3 separate regions of the Mus musculus genome follow, and all the other regions are linked to region 3. A link is a contact called in public ChIA-PET and Hi-C data. All regions are on one chromosome and are shown on one strand. The core of a region is the stretch at or near the end of the contact, and the rest is flanking DNA. Distances in the headings are between cores, read along the strand shown.

Region 1 (3,900 bases), core at 804-3,303, 860 kb before region 3:
AATCTCCACTGTTCACATTCACACTGTGTAACGAGATTCTGGCTACATTGGTCTCTTTTATTCTTTCCAATTTCTGCCACGTTCTTTCAATCTTCTCTGGTCACTTTCCTCATTGTTTAGAAGGATGGCTAACTTTCCGGGATTAATGCTGTACTTTTCTGGACATTTCTGTTGTCCCATCTCTAAGACCACCACTTTTAGCTCCTGCAAGGCCCGGGCCCTCCGTCTTTCTGGACCCCAACTCCATTCCTTCCGCTTTAATGTCCTTTTGTGATTTTAAGCACACAACTCACCTACGATGTAGCCTCCTGATTTCCTTTATTCTTTTCTCATCCATTCATTCCCTCATTCATCACTCATTCAAATATTTAGTGTCTATCACTGTATTCTAAGTCTTGGCCATAAAAGCTATAAAAGATGAAGGCAGCTATTCCAACAGTAGGACGATAACAGGCCCTGGTCATCCAGTTTAGAAACCCTGGAGCCACTTTCACTGCTTATCTCAGTCTCCTCTAACTTGTCAAAATCATTTTGTTTGTTAATTTTCCTTATTTATTCCTTCTTCTCATTCCTGATGCAATGGTTTCTGTTCAAGTCACCACATTCTAATCCTGAAATTATTCAAGTAATTTCTTACCTATTCCTTTCCTTATTTCATCCACTTTTACACACATATGTACACCGAGTCACACACACATACACACATACACACACTGGATGCCTTCTATGTGCCAGGACCGTTCATGGATGCATGCAAGTGTGTCTTATTGTTAATGTGATTGTAGACACAAGGTGATGAAACCATGTACAACCTTATAATAAACAGAAATGAGTACAAATGTAATTGAGGAGCTCAGAATGGACTCTGTGGAATCAGGTATCAACTGGACATGATAGCTCACACCTGTAATTCTAGCACGTGGACGCTGAGGCAGGAGGATTACCAAGTGCCAGCTTGGGCTATTTAGTGAGTTCCAGGATAGCCTGAATACCCTATCTCAAAAAGTAAGTAAACAAAATTCACTGTCAATAGTGTTCCTAAGAGTATAGATTTTTACAAAAACGCTACTCAGGCTGAAATCCCTGCTCATCCCCTGTACAGCTAGGAAATCCCCGTCTCCTTTCCCCAACCTGGCCAGCACTGTGAAAACTCCCTTGTCTGCTTGAAGAAAACTCCGGGCTAACATGTCCCCGTTTCCGGTAACCCACCCAAGAGTGCCCGCCCAGGAGCTCAGATTTTGATCATGTATGGGCATAATCCCGGGTCCTAGTAGGAACTTCATCACACCTCACCTAAACTCTACAAAAACCCTTGCTTTAGCCTGGATGTGTGACTTCACTGAGCTCCACCTGTGAGACCAGTGAACCCATCTGAGAGCTGCCCCTAATAAACCTACCTTTCTCTACTTTTAATCTGATCTAATCTGGCCTATGTCTGTGTCGCTGAGAGAGAGAAAAAGCCTATCAGTTATCACTATGTCTGGTAGAGAAATGAGCCTGTTCAATCAAATAAACATTATACAAAACCCAACAACAAACCAAAACAAAAGGGACTTGGAAGACTGAGACAGGAGGATAATCAAAAGCTTGAGGCCAACCTGGGCTACATGGCAAGACCCTGTCACAAACAAACAAACAAACAAACACTCCAAATAAACCCACACTAGTATGTTTAATGGAGAGAGACTAAACATTTTCCTTCTCAGATAAAGAGTAAAACAAAAGATGTTTGTACTGTAAGTTCTAGCCAGAACAGTCAAGAAAGGAAATTAAATCCTTCAGAATACTACCAGAAGTAATAAATTCTGTAGGAAGTAAGGTCAACATACAAAAATACATTCTTGTATATTAGTAATTAATTTAATATGCCATAACTCAAGAAAGTAAATATACTGACTGTTATAAATGTTTTTATAATAGTAGCTCCTCCAAACCACAACACAACAACAAAACATGCAGGTGTAAACTTGACCAACTCAGTAGTAAGTTCTCACTTCTGTCAGGCGTGTGAGGCCGCGTCGTGCTGAACAAACCAAGTCAGCAGTTCTTAGAGTCATCAGAGAATTGGGGCTACAGGGCAAACCACTGATGACGCACTGTGTGTGTGTGTGTGTGTGTGTCTGTGTGTATGTGGCTATTTTATTGGGTTTTTATACTTCTACCCTTCCAACCCCCCAACACTAGGTAAGAAAGAAAGATAGAGGCAAAAGGGATGTAGACCTCTTTAGACTACTTCCTGCTGATTAGGGATGTCAGGTTCCCTGTGAACAACTCTGAGAGCTGGAAATTCTAAGAGGCGATCTGGGTGGGAGGAGCCACTTTCTGGAGGTTGTCTCTAGGAACCTTATTGGTTTCTAGCTCACAATAATGATCAAGAGGCTGCCTCATGCAGACAACTGGTAAAAGAGCAAACTATCTGTTTTGAAATAAGCCCAGAACATCTGTTCTTTAATAAAAAATGTGGCTGAAAAGAAACCATTTCACCAGAACCCAAGCAGACATCTCAAAAAAGAAAGTACTTTTCTCACCTTAACCAAATATCCAATCCTTCTGGCTTCCTGTCTCAGAGGAGAAAGAACCAAGAAGCCCCTGAAAGGGCCACAACCCAGAATGCAGACATTAAGACTGGACCTAATCCCAGGGCCACAGTGGTTTGCATTCATTGTACACCTTTCCGTCTCATCACAGGGCTCCTACAAGCTGCAACTCAGAGAACAGCAGGCCTCAGGCTTTACTTAAATCTCTAGCAGCTAAGGGAAGGCCGCTATTGCAGAGGATCAGAGTTTAGTTTGCAGCCTCCATGTCATGCAGCTCTCAATGGCAGCTCTGTTAACTGCAGCTCTGAGAATCAAACACCCTCTTCTGGCCACTCACACACACATGAGCACAAACACAGACACAGTTCAAAACAAACAAACAAAAGAGCTTTTAAAAAGCCTTTAAAACTTACCACAGAAATGGAGAAGAACAAAGTCTAAACATATGCGACTCATACTCAAACTATAGGAAACAAAAAAGAAACTGGCAGCTTCATACACTACTTACAGGCAAGTAAAAGAGTGATTGGAACCACAGTGAACAGCTAGCTGATCCAGAAACCCTCCACACTACTCAGCATCACTACTAGGTATATATGCATATAAAAACTCTGTCTACATGAAAATGTGTATGGATATGAATGTTCATATCAGGATTGTTTATGATGACCACAAATGGTGGAAACAACCCAAATATCCATTAACAACCAGGTGCCAGTTAGAGTGAGAAAAGTGTATCCCTGAGTAGCGACAAAAGGGATGGGACTTTGATGCACACTACCCACCATATGGATACTGCTTGAATGCTATGCAGAAATGCCAGTGATAAAAGACCACAGATTAGGATTCCATTTATACAAACCATGTAGGACAGGACAAGAGAAATAGAAAGTAGATTAAATAGCTCCCTAGAAGTAGGGCTGGGGTAGGTGGGGTGAGGGTACAAGGGCTTCTTTTTGAGATAATGACAATGCTCTATAACTGGTTACATCTAGATTGATGGTGGATGTCCAGCTGTGAACATACAAACTGGAGACCATCACACTAATCATTTAAGGTATGAATGTATCTCAGGGAATCTGCTTACACTAGACAACACTCCTCACAGTCCAGTCCCTGTTTCTTACTGCATGCCAGTCACCCGATGCCAGACTTCCTTCACACTGCAGTTCTCCAGCATCCAAGCTTCCAAGTTTTCTAAGTGAAAATGTGTGTGTTGGGGGCAGGGAAGGGGCACCTCTCTGAGGTCTGGCATCCAGATTTCTTCCTACTTGGGACAATCTTATATCCCTTCTTTCTTTGGCCAAGTCCTACACAATCTTTAGATATTGCCTTATTGATGCATTTATCATTTATGTAGCAG
Region 2 (3,816 bases), core at 962-3,461, 1.0 Mb before region 3:
TTTCTTAAGTTGCTAGTGTCAGGGTTTTGTTTGTTTTTCCCAAACAGGGTTTCTCTGTTGTAGCCTTGGTGGTCCTGCACCTCACTCTGTAGACCAGGCTGGCCTTGAACTCAGAGATCTGCTTACCTTTGCCTCCAAGTGCTAGAATAAAAGTCACTACCCAGCTCGCCCAAGTATTTCATCATAGCATCAGGAGAAGGAAGTATGATGGCCAACCTCGGACAGCCTGAGATTTGTAGGTATGGGATAAGGAAGTAGAGCCCAGAGTTCAACCCCAAACCCTGGAACAGAATTAGGCTGCAATAGACATAAACCATGTGTTACATTTCCCACTGGACCTTGGGAAGTTCTTCCAAATGATCTCAGCTACAGAGCAGAAGCCCTCACCTTCTGATATTTCAAGTTAGTGATGGCCTCCAATTCCTTATCTTTACATTGACGGTAACAAACCCTACTGTAAGTGTGGCTCTAATAATGGAATAAGGCTATACAAATGCAAGCTCCTGCCAGCGTTGGGCACTAAACAGATAGAAATGATTACCACTGGTCTTTAAAACAAAAACAAACAAAGAAACAAAGAACCAAGTAGACACTGGAGAGATGGCTCAGGGGTTAAGAGCACAAACTGCCATTCCAGAGGTCCTGAGTTCAATCAACTCCCAGCAACCACAGGGTGGTTCATAACCATCCTGTCATGTGGGATTCAATGCCCTCCTCTGGTGTGTCTGAAGACAGCTACAGTGTACTTATACAAATAAATAAGTCTTTTTAAAAAGTAGACACACGCACAAAATTCTAACTACTGTATTTTAAAACTCCTACACAGTTTTTCTAATTTGCCTGACCGGGACACGTGCTATGAGGAACACCACACCACCTATGAAGGTTGACTCATACCTTCTCTTTCCTCCACTGCAGCCTGGTAGTTACTTTGTTCTCTGCTAGGGTCCGTGGTGTTTATTCAGTTAACGCCACGTGCGTACCAGATGATAGATACCCGTGGATCTGCTTACACACTGTTATTTTTGGGATCCACAGTCCACATCACAATGGCAGGGAGGTACAGTCTCTGTTGAGAGCAGATCTGTGGACTCAAAGTCTTAAAGATGATGGTGAGGAGCACTACTCATCAAGAGATACAAATGATACTAAAATATGGAGGCTGGGAAGTGGCTCAGTGGGCAAAGTGCCTGTCACACAAGGATGGGGACTTGACTTCCATTTATAGTGCCCGCATAAAATGCTGGGTGAGGTGGCATATACTTGTAACCCCAGAGCTGAGAAGTCAGAGGCAGGTGGATCCCTAAGGCTTCTTGCCTACCCTACCCATTCCAAATTCTAAACTCTAAACCAGTCTGGAAAAATAAGGTAAGACAGCTTCAGGAATGACATCCTCTGATACCACATACAAATACACACAAACATAAAATATGATCAGCCAAACTCTTATTTTGTCTGTTATATTGGTACTTTTTAAATGAGACATTCAAATTTCTTTTTTTTTAAAGATTTGTTTATTTTATGTATATATGAGTACACTCTAGCTGTGCAGATGGTTGTGAGCCACCATGTAGTTGCTGGGATTTGAACTCAGGATATTTGGAAGAGTAGTCAGTGCTCTCAACCGCTGAACCGCTGAACCATCTCTCCAGCCCTCAAATTTCTTTTACAAACTTTTTTTCTCCATTGCGTCCTCTGGACCTGAAACGTTTTACTGTGCTTAGTCGGTTCCACTCGTTAAATGAGAACCAAAAGTTACTAAGTTGGGCTTGGGTATCCTTTCCCAGCTAGTCAACACATAGATAGGTGTCAGGATAAACTCAAAGAAGCCGTGGCAGGGAGAAGGTCCTTGAAGGAGGCAGAAGACAGGTCCAATTCCACAGACTCCACCAACCAGAACTCACGCATTTAGACCAACCGTGAAGGCAGGGCTAAGGCTTATCCCAACAGAAGCGACCTCACTGGGGTTTCAGCGTAGAGATGGAGGCAGAAAGGGGTGAAGTCAGATCAGGGAAGAATCTGGAAGAATAGGAAGGAGAGGGCTAGACTGGGTAGGACTGGAAATGGCTGGGAAGGGGAAGCAGGCTGAGGCTGGGACCTCATCAACCGCCTCGCCTAGCCTCGGGAAAAGAGTAACACACAGGATCAAGGAGCCAAGAGCCGGGAAACCCAAATGTGCAGACGAATAGAAGCCAAGAGAGCGAAGCAGAGGCGTGGCCAGGAATCGGGGCGGAGTCAAGAGGCAGGGGCGGGCCTAAACCGGGAGGTCAAGCCAGGTAGAAAGATAGCGAGCTACTACGTGGGCGAGGTCGTGGTCGTGGTCGTGGTCGGGCTCAGAGCCTTTCCACCACCGCCTGCAAAGGCTGCAGCCCTAGGAAGTACAGGGCCAGGCCGAGCAGGGCGAACAGTAGCAGCAGCATGAGCAGCAGCCGCAGGAGCGTCAGCACGATGCAACAGCGGGGCTGCGGGGTCGTGGCCTGCACATATCGCTCCACTGCGTCGGCGAAGCTGAACTTGTCCGGCGCATAACCAAGTTGAGTGCGGGCCTTGGCAATCTGGAAAGTGTGCGTCACGGCCACGCTGAGCACCTATGGGAGAGGCGGAGCAGCAGAGGGCTGGGCTAGTGGGAGAGCATCCTGTGCCTTGTTGACCAAAAGGATAAGGAAAGGGCAGACTGCCTTTCCGTCACACTGGGGTTTAAAGACCAGCTGCTGCGTCTGGTTCCTGATGCCTTCCTGAGGGGGAGGCTTCCTTTCTGAGATCTTTTTCTTGGAGGGCGCAGCCTCCTCGATGACCTTTCGGTATCTCACCCTCAGGCTCTGCTAAATTCTCACCCTGTTTCGTTCCTCTTTTCTCCTTCTTTTCCCAGCCTAGCGCCGTTCTAGACCCCTGGAGACCCTTAGATGCATCCTTGAATACCAGGGCAGACTGAAGGTTTCCACAGCCTGTAGTGGGGTGCGGTTCTCCAGATAAACATTTCCAAAGGAGGATGTCGGCTTCCTGTTGCCAGCTCCAGACCAATTGTAGTGGGCGGGGCCTCCAGAAGAACCTTCCTGTCCTCTCAGCTGGTTAACTAAGTGACTCTAAGGGAGGGATTCAATTACGAACAAGTGATTCCTCTTTAAGTCTGAGCTACATCCCCAGCTGCCGGTTGGCTGAGGACCACCTGCTTCCAAGGTGATAAATGACAACCATAGATGATAGAACTCCCACTGCACTTGCTGTGGGCCCTTTATACACTTCTGTCCTCGGTGATGGCACGATTTTCTCTTTGCATAATTGGAAATTGAAGAACAGAGCTTAAGTGACTTGCCTAGGGTCACATAGGAGATCCACTTTAGAAAGTGGCCATATTCTTGGTCATGCTGGGGTCTGGAGGTGCTCTCCTGCCTGGCTTGTTATTCTCCAGCTAGACATTGGTTATGTGGTTCTCTCATGGTGCAGACAGGGCTTTGGGGCTAAGCCCTGGTCTGAAGACCCCAGTGAGGGAAACAGACCAATTCTTGTCTGTTTTGCCCCAGATACTACGTTCAGGGCTTGGAGGAATGCAGGTTAGTAAATATTCTAAAGTCAACCAAGCTCCTCTTGCAGGGAGACATAGCTGTGAGGTAGGCAAGCAGGTCCTAGCACAGTGCTCACAGAGGTCCGGTTTAACTGTGACCTCAGGGCGTAGGTGGCTCTCCTGCATGCTGGAAAATTCCTCCTCATATCTCGGGGTAGCTCTTATCACCCAGTTGGATTGCCTGGTTTCTAGAACATTTTCCTCTTTGGATTGTGGACTTCCTGGGGTAAGCACCAAGTCTTTCTCACCTCTAG
Region 3 (4,039 bases), core at 1,376-3,875:
AAGCACAAAATAGAAACAGAAGAAACACTGCCAAACTAATTCTATGAAGCCACCGTCACATAAAGACTCAACAAAGAGAATTTCAGACCAATTTCCCTTATGAACATTGATGCAAAAATAGTCAATAAAATACTTGCAAACAGAATCCAAGAACACATCAAAAACATTATCCACCATGAGCAAGTAGTCTTCATCCCAGGGATGCAAGGGTGGTTCAACATATGAAAATCTATCAATGAAATCCACCATATGAATCATCAGGGAAAAACCCCACATGACCAGTTCATTAGATGTTGAGAAAGCCTTTGACAAAATCTAGTACCCCTCCATGATAAAATAAGTCTTGGAGAGATCAGGGATGCAGGGTTTATACCTAAACATCATAAATGCAATATAAAACAACCTGACAGTCAACATCAAATTTAGTGGAGAGAAACTTAAAGCAATTCTACTAAAATAAGGAACAAGACAAGGTTGCCCACTCTCTGTATCTATTCAATAGAACTTGAAGTTGTAGCTAGAGTAATGAGTGTATACAAATTGGAAAGAAAGTACTCAAAGTATTGCTTTTCACAGATGATATGATAGTATACATAAGTGATCCCAAAAAGTCTACCAGAGAACCCCTACAGTTGATACACACCTTCAGCAAAGTGTCTGGATACAAAGTTAACTAAAAAAAAATTAGTAGCCTTCCTTTATACAAAAGATAAACAGGCTGCAAATGAAACTAGGAAAACACCATACTTCATAATAGCAACAAATAATATATCTTGGTGTAACTCTAAGCAAGCAAGTGAAAGACCTGTATGACAAGAACTTCAAGTCTCTGAAGAAACTGAAGAAGATATCAGAACATAGAAAAATCTCTTATGCTCATAGGTGGGTAGGATTAACAGTAAAATGGCCATCCTTCCAAAAGCAATCTACAGATGCAACACAATTCCCATCAAAATTCCAATATAATTCTGTACAGACCTTGAAAGAACAATACTCAACTTCATATGGAAAAACAAAAACCAACCCCCCCCCCCAGGATAGCTAACACAATCCTATGTAATAAAAGAACTCCTGGAGGTATCACTATTCCTAATCTCACATTGTACTACAGACTAGTAGTAATAAAAACTGCATTAAAACCAGACAGGCTGATAAATGGAATCAAGTCGAAGATCCAGAAATAAACCCATACACCTATGGACACTTGATTTTTGACAAAGAAGCCAAAACAACAGGAAAAAAAAGAAAGCATCTTCAACAAATGTTGCTCGTCTAGCTGGTGGTCTGCAAGTAGAAAAATGCAAATAGATCCAAATCTATCATTCTGCACAAAATTAAAGTCCAAGTGGATCAAAGACTTCAAGATAAAACGGATATACTAAATCTAATAGGAGAGAAAGTGGAAAAGAGCCTGAAATGGATTGGCATAGTGTGGGAAGCCGTTACAGAGTGGCAGTTAGAGTGGCAGTTACAGAGTGGCAGTTACAGAGTGGCAGTTGCAGAGTGGCAGTTGGCTACAGCTGGCCACCACACATACATAGCCAGTAAAGGTTCTTTTGCCAAGGTGAGGTTTTGAGAATTGACAAAAGTTAACCAATCAGATGAGAGACAAGTTAACCAATCAGATGAGAGACAAGTTAACCAATCAGATGAGAGACAAGTTAACCAATCAGATGAGAGAGAACGCCTGTCCTAGGCCTATAAAAGCAGCACCAGTTCTGGGCTCGAGGTCTTTTCGCCTCTACAATCAAGCTCTCCCAATAAACGTGTGCAGAAGGATCCTGTTGCAGCGTCGTTCTTCCTGGCCAGTCGAGCGCGCGCAAGAGCATAGGGGAAATTTTTTCTGAACAGAACACCAAAATGGGATCTCATGAAACTGAAAAGCTTCTGCAAGGCAAAGGACACTGACATAAGACAAAGAGCAGCTTACAGAATGGGAATAGATCTTCACCAACCCTACATCTAACAGAGGGTGATATCCAAATATATAAAGAACTCAAGGAATTAGACATTAACAAACCAAATAATCCAGTTAAAAAATGAGGTACAGAGCTAAACAGAGAGTTCTCTACAGAGGACTCTAATGGCTAGGAAACAGTTAAAGAAGTGTTCAATATCAAGGAAGTGAAAATCAAAAGGACTCTGAGATTCTTACACTTGTCAGTATGGCTAAGATCAAATACTCAAGTGACAGTTCATGTTGGTGAAGAAATAGACCAAGAGGAACACTCAGCCATTGCTTGTGGGAGAGCAAACTTGTACAATCACTCTGGAAATCAATTTGGTGGTTTCTTAGAAAACAGGAAATAGTTTTACCTCAAGACCCAGCTACACTACTCCTAGGCATATACTCAAAATATGCTCCACCATACCACAAGGACACTTGTTCAACTGTGTTCATAGTAGCTTTAACCATAATAGCCAGAAACTGGAAACAATAGATATCCCTCAACTAAAGAAAAAATAAAGAAATGTGGTACATTTACACAATGAAATATTACTCAGCTATTAAAAACAATGAAATCATGAAATTTGCAGGGAAATAGAACTAGAAGAGGTCTTCCTGAGTGACGTAACCCAGATAGAAAGATAAAGTATGTACTCACTCAAAGTAAGTACTCATTTCTAAACCATGCTACAAACCACAGAGCCAAAGAAGCTAAATAACAAGTGAGGCCCAAGGGCGGATGCTTGAATCTCACTGAGAAGGGGAAATAAAACAGACACTGGGGATCAACTGACGGAGAAAACTGGGTACGAGAAGGGGTAGGGAGGATAACAGGAGGGATCAAGTATTGAGAAGAAAGAGGGAGAGAGAATTGGCACCTCTGAGAGAAGCTAGAAAGCTAGGAAAACGGAAGCTCCCAGCAATCTCTGAGGGTAACCCCAGCTAAGACTCCTTAGCAATAGGAGATATGGACCCTGAACAGGTCATCTCCAAGACTTCCAAAGTAGGGATGGCAACACAAACCTATCCACAAAACTTTTGACCTGTAATTTTTCCTGCCTATAATATGTGCAGGGAGCAGAGATCAATGGAACAGCCAACCAATAACTGGCCAGAGATCAATGGAATGACCAACCAATAACTGGCCCAACTTGAGACCCATGCCATGGGAGAGAGCCAATCCCGGACACTGTTAATGATAGTCTGCTGTACTTGCAGAGAGGAATCTAGGGTAACTGTCATCTGAGAGGCCTCACCCAGCAGCTGATGGAAAGAGATGAAGAGAGCCACAGCTAAGCATTGGGCAGAACATGGGGAGTCTTTGGAAGAGAGGGAGGAAGGATTAAAGGAGCCAGAGAGGTCAAGAAACCACAGGAAAACCTACAGAATCAACTAACCTGGGCCCATAAGGACTCACTGAGCTTGAACCACTAAGCAGAGAACATGTATGGGATAGACATAGTTCCTCAGGGCCTTCTCTGACTCTGTTGCCTGCCTTTGGATCCCTTTCTCCTAACTGGGCTGCCTTGTCTAGCCTCAATAGAGGAAGATACACCTAGTCCTAGTACAACTTGATACACCAAGACAAGCTGATATCTATAGGAGGCCACCTCTTCTCTGAGGAGAAAGGGAAGAGAGCATGGGGTGGGGGAGAAGGAGAGACTGGGAGAAGAGGGAGAGGGAAGCTGTGATCAGGATATAAAGTAAATAAATAATAAAAAAAAAAAAACAGTATACAAAATTTACTCCAAGAGACTGGGAAATTAGAATAAGAAAAGTGCTGGCAGTGGTGGCACACACCTTTAATCCCAGCACTCGGGAGGCAGAGTTCTGAGAAACTTTCTGAGTTCGAGGCCAGCCCGGTCTACTGAGTGACTTCCAGGACAGCCAGGGCTACAGAGAAACCCTATCTCGTAAAACCAAAAAATAAATAAGTAAATAAATAAATAAAATAAGAAAAGCAGGCCTACAGTACCTTTAATATACTAAATAACTTTTTCTTTAAAAAAAAAGAAAAAAGAAAGAAAATTGAAGTTGGGTAGAGTGTGTGGTAGCGTACACCTATAATTCCAACTATTCAGGAGGATTGCA

What was found. Hi-C and Micro-C count contacts between places; a contact is called where the count stands out from the background. ChIA-PET counts read pairs in DNA pulled down with a chosen protein or histone mark.
Region 1: a contact with region 3 is called in a Hi-C map of CD8 T cells, with 2.9 times the contacts expected there. The contact joins two enhancer-like sites. A contact is called at or near these places in 7 of 39 promoter capture datasets (HPC-7-derived erythroid cells, cranial neural crest, embryonic stem cells and 4 more), 1 of 484 Hi-C or Micro-C datasets (CD8 T cells) and 1 of 115 datasets of contacts at active chromatin or transcription factors (memory CD8 T cells).
Region 2: a contact with region 3 is called in an RNA polymerase II ChIA-PET map of memory CD8 T cells, with 4 times the contacts expected there. The contact joins two enhancer-like sites. A contact is called at or near these places in 1 of 15 datasets of contacts at CTCF or cohesin (large pre-B cells), 10 of 484 Hi-C or Micro-C datasets (the AtT-20 cell line, CD4 T cells, CD8 T cells and 7 more) and 6 of 115 datasets of contacts at active chromatin or transcription factors (astrocytes, embryonic stem cells, large pre-B cells and 3 more).

What each region holds. Positions count from the first base shown.
Region 1 is chr7:120,698,049-120,701,948 of GRCm38.p6, reverse strand. The region is part of intron 1 of Mosmo (modulator of smoothened); the gene reads right to left. Among named protein-coding and RNA genes, the nearest start is that of Gm51495, 8.1 kb to the right of the region's middle. Within about 2 kb of position 2,053, at least 36 of the 459 cell types and tissues checked have an H3K27ac peak or open chromatin away from gene starts, as enhancers often do. A contact at or near this core is called in CD8 T cells and memory CD8 T cells, where this site is marked.
Region 2 is chr7:120,829,711-120,833,526 of GRCm38.p6, reverse strand. It overlaps Gm5737 (predicted gene 5737), which reads right to left. Exons shown (of 12, transcript NM_001370881.1): 12 at 1,703-2,588. The coding sequence ends at 2,334. Among named protein-coding and RNA genes, the nearest start is that of n-TLtag1, 3.9 kb to the left of the region's middle. Within about 2 kb of position 2,211, at least 193 of the 459 cell types and tissues checked have an H3K27ac peak or open chromatin away from gene starts, as enhancers often do. A contact at or near this core is called in CD8 T cells, the G1E-ER4 cell line and memory CD8 T cells, where this site is marked.
Region 3 is chr7:119,834,792-119,838,830 of GRCm38.p6, reverse strand. All of the region lies in intron 15 of Rexo5 (RNA exonuclease 5), which reads right to left. Among named protein-coding and RNA genes, the nearest start is that of Rexo5, 43 kb to the right of the region's middle. Within about 2 kb of position 2,625, at least 52 of the 459 cell types and tissues checked have an H3K27ac peak or open chromatin away from gene starts, as enhancers often do. A contact at or near this core is called in CD8 T cells, the G1E-ER4 cell line and memory CD8 T cells, where this site is marked.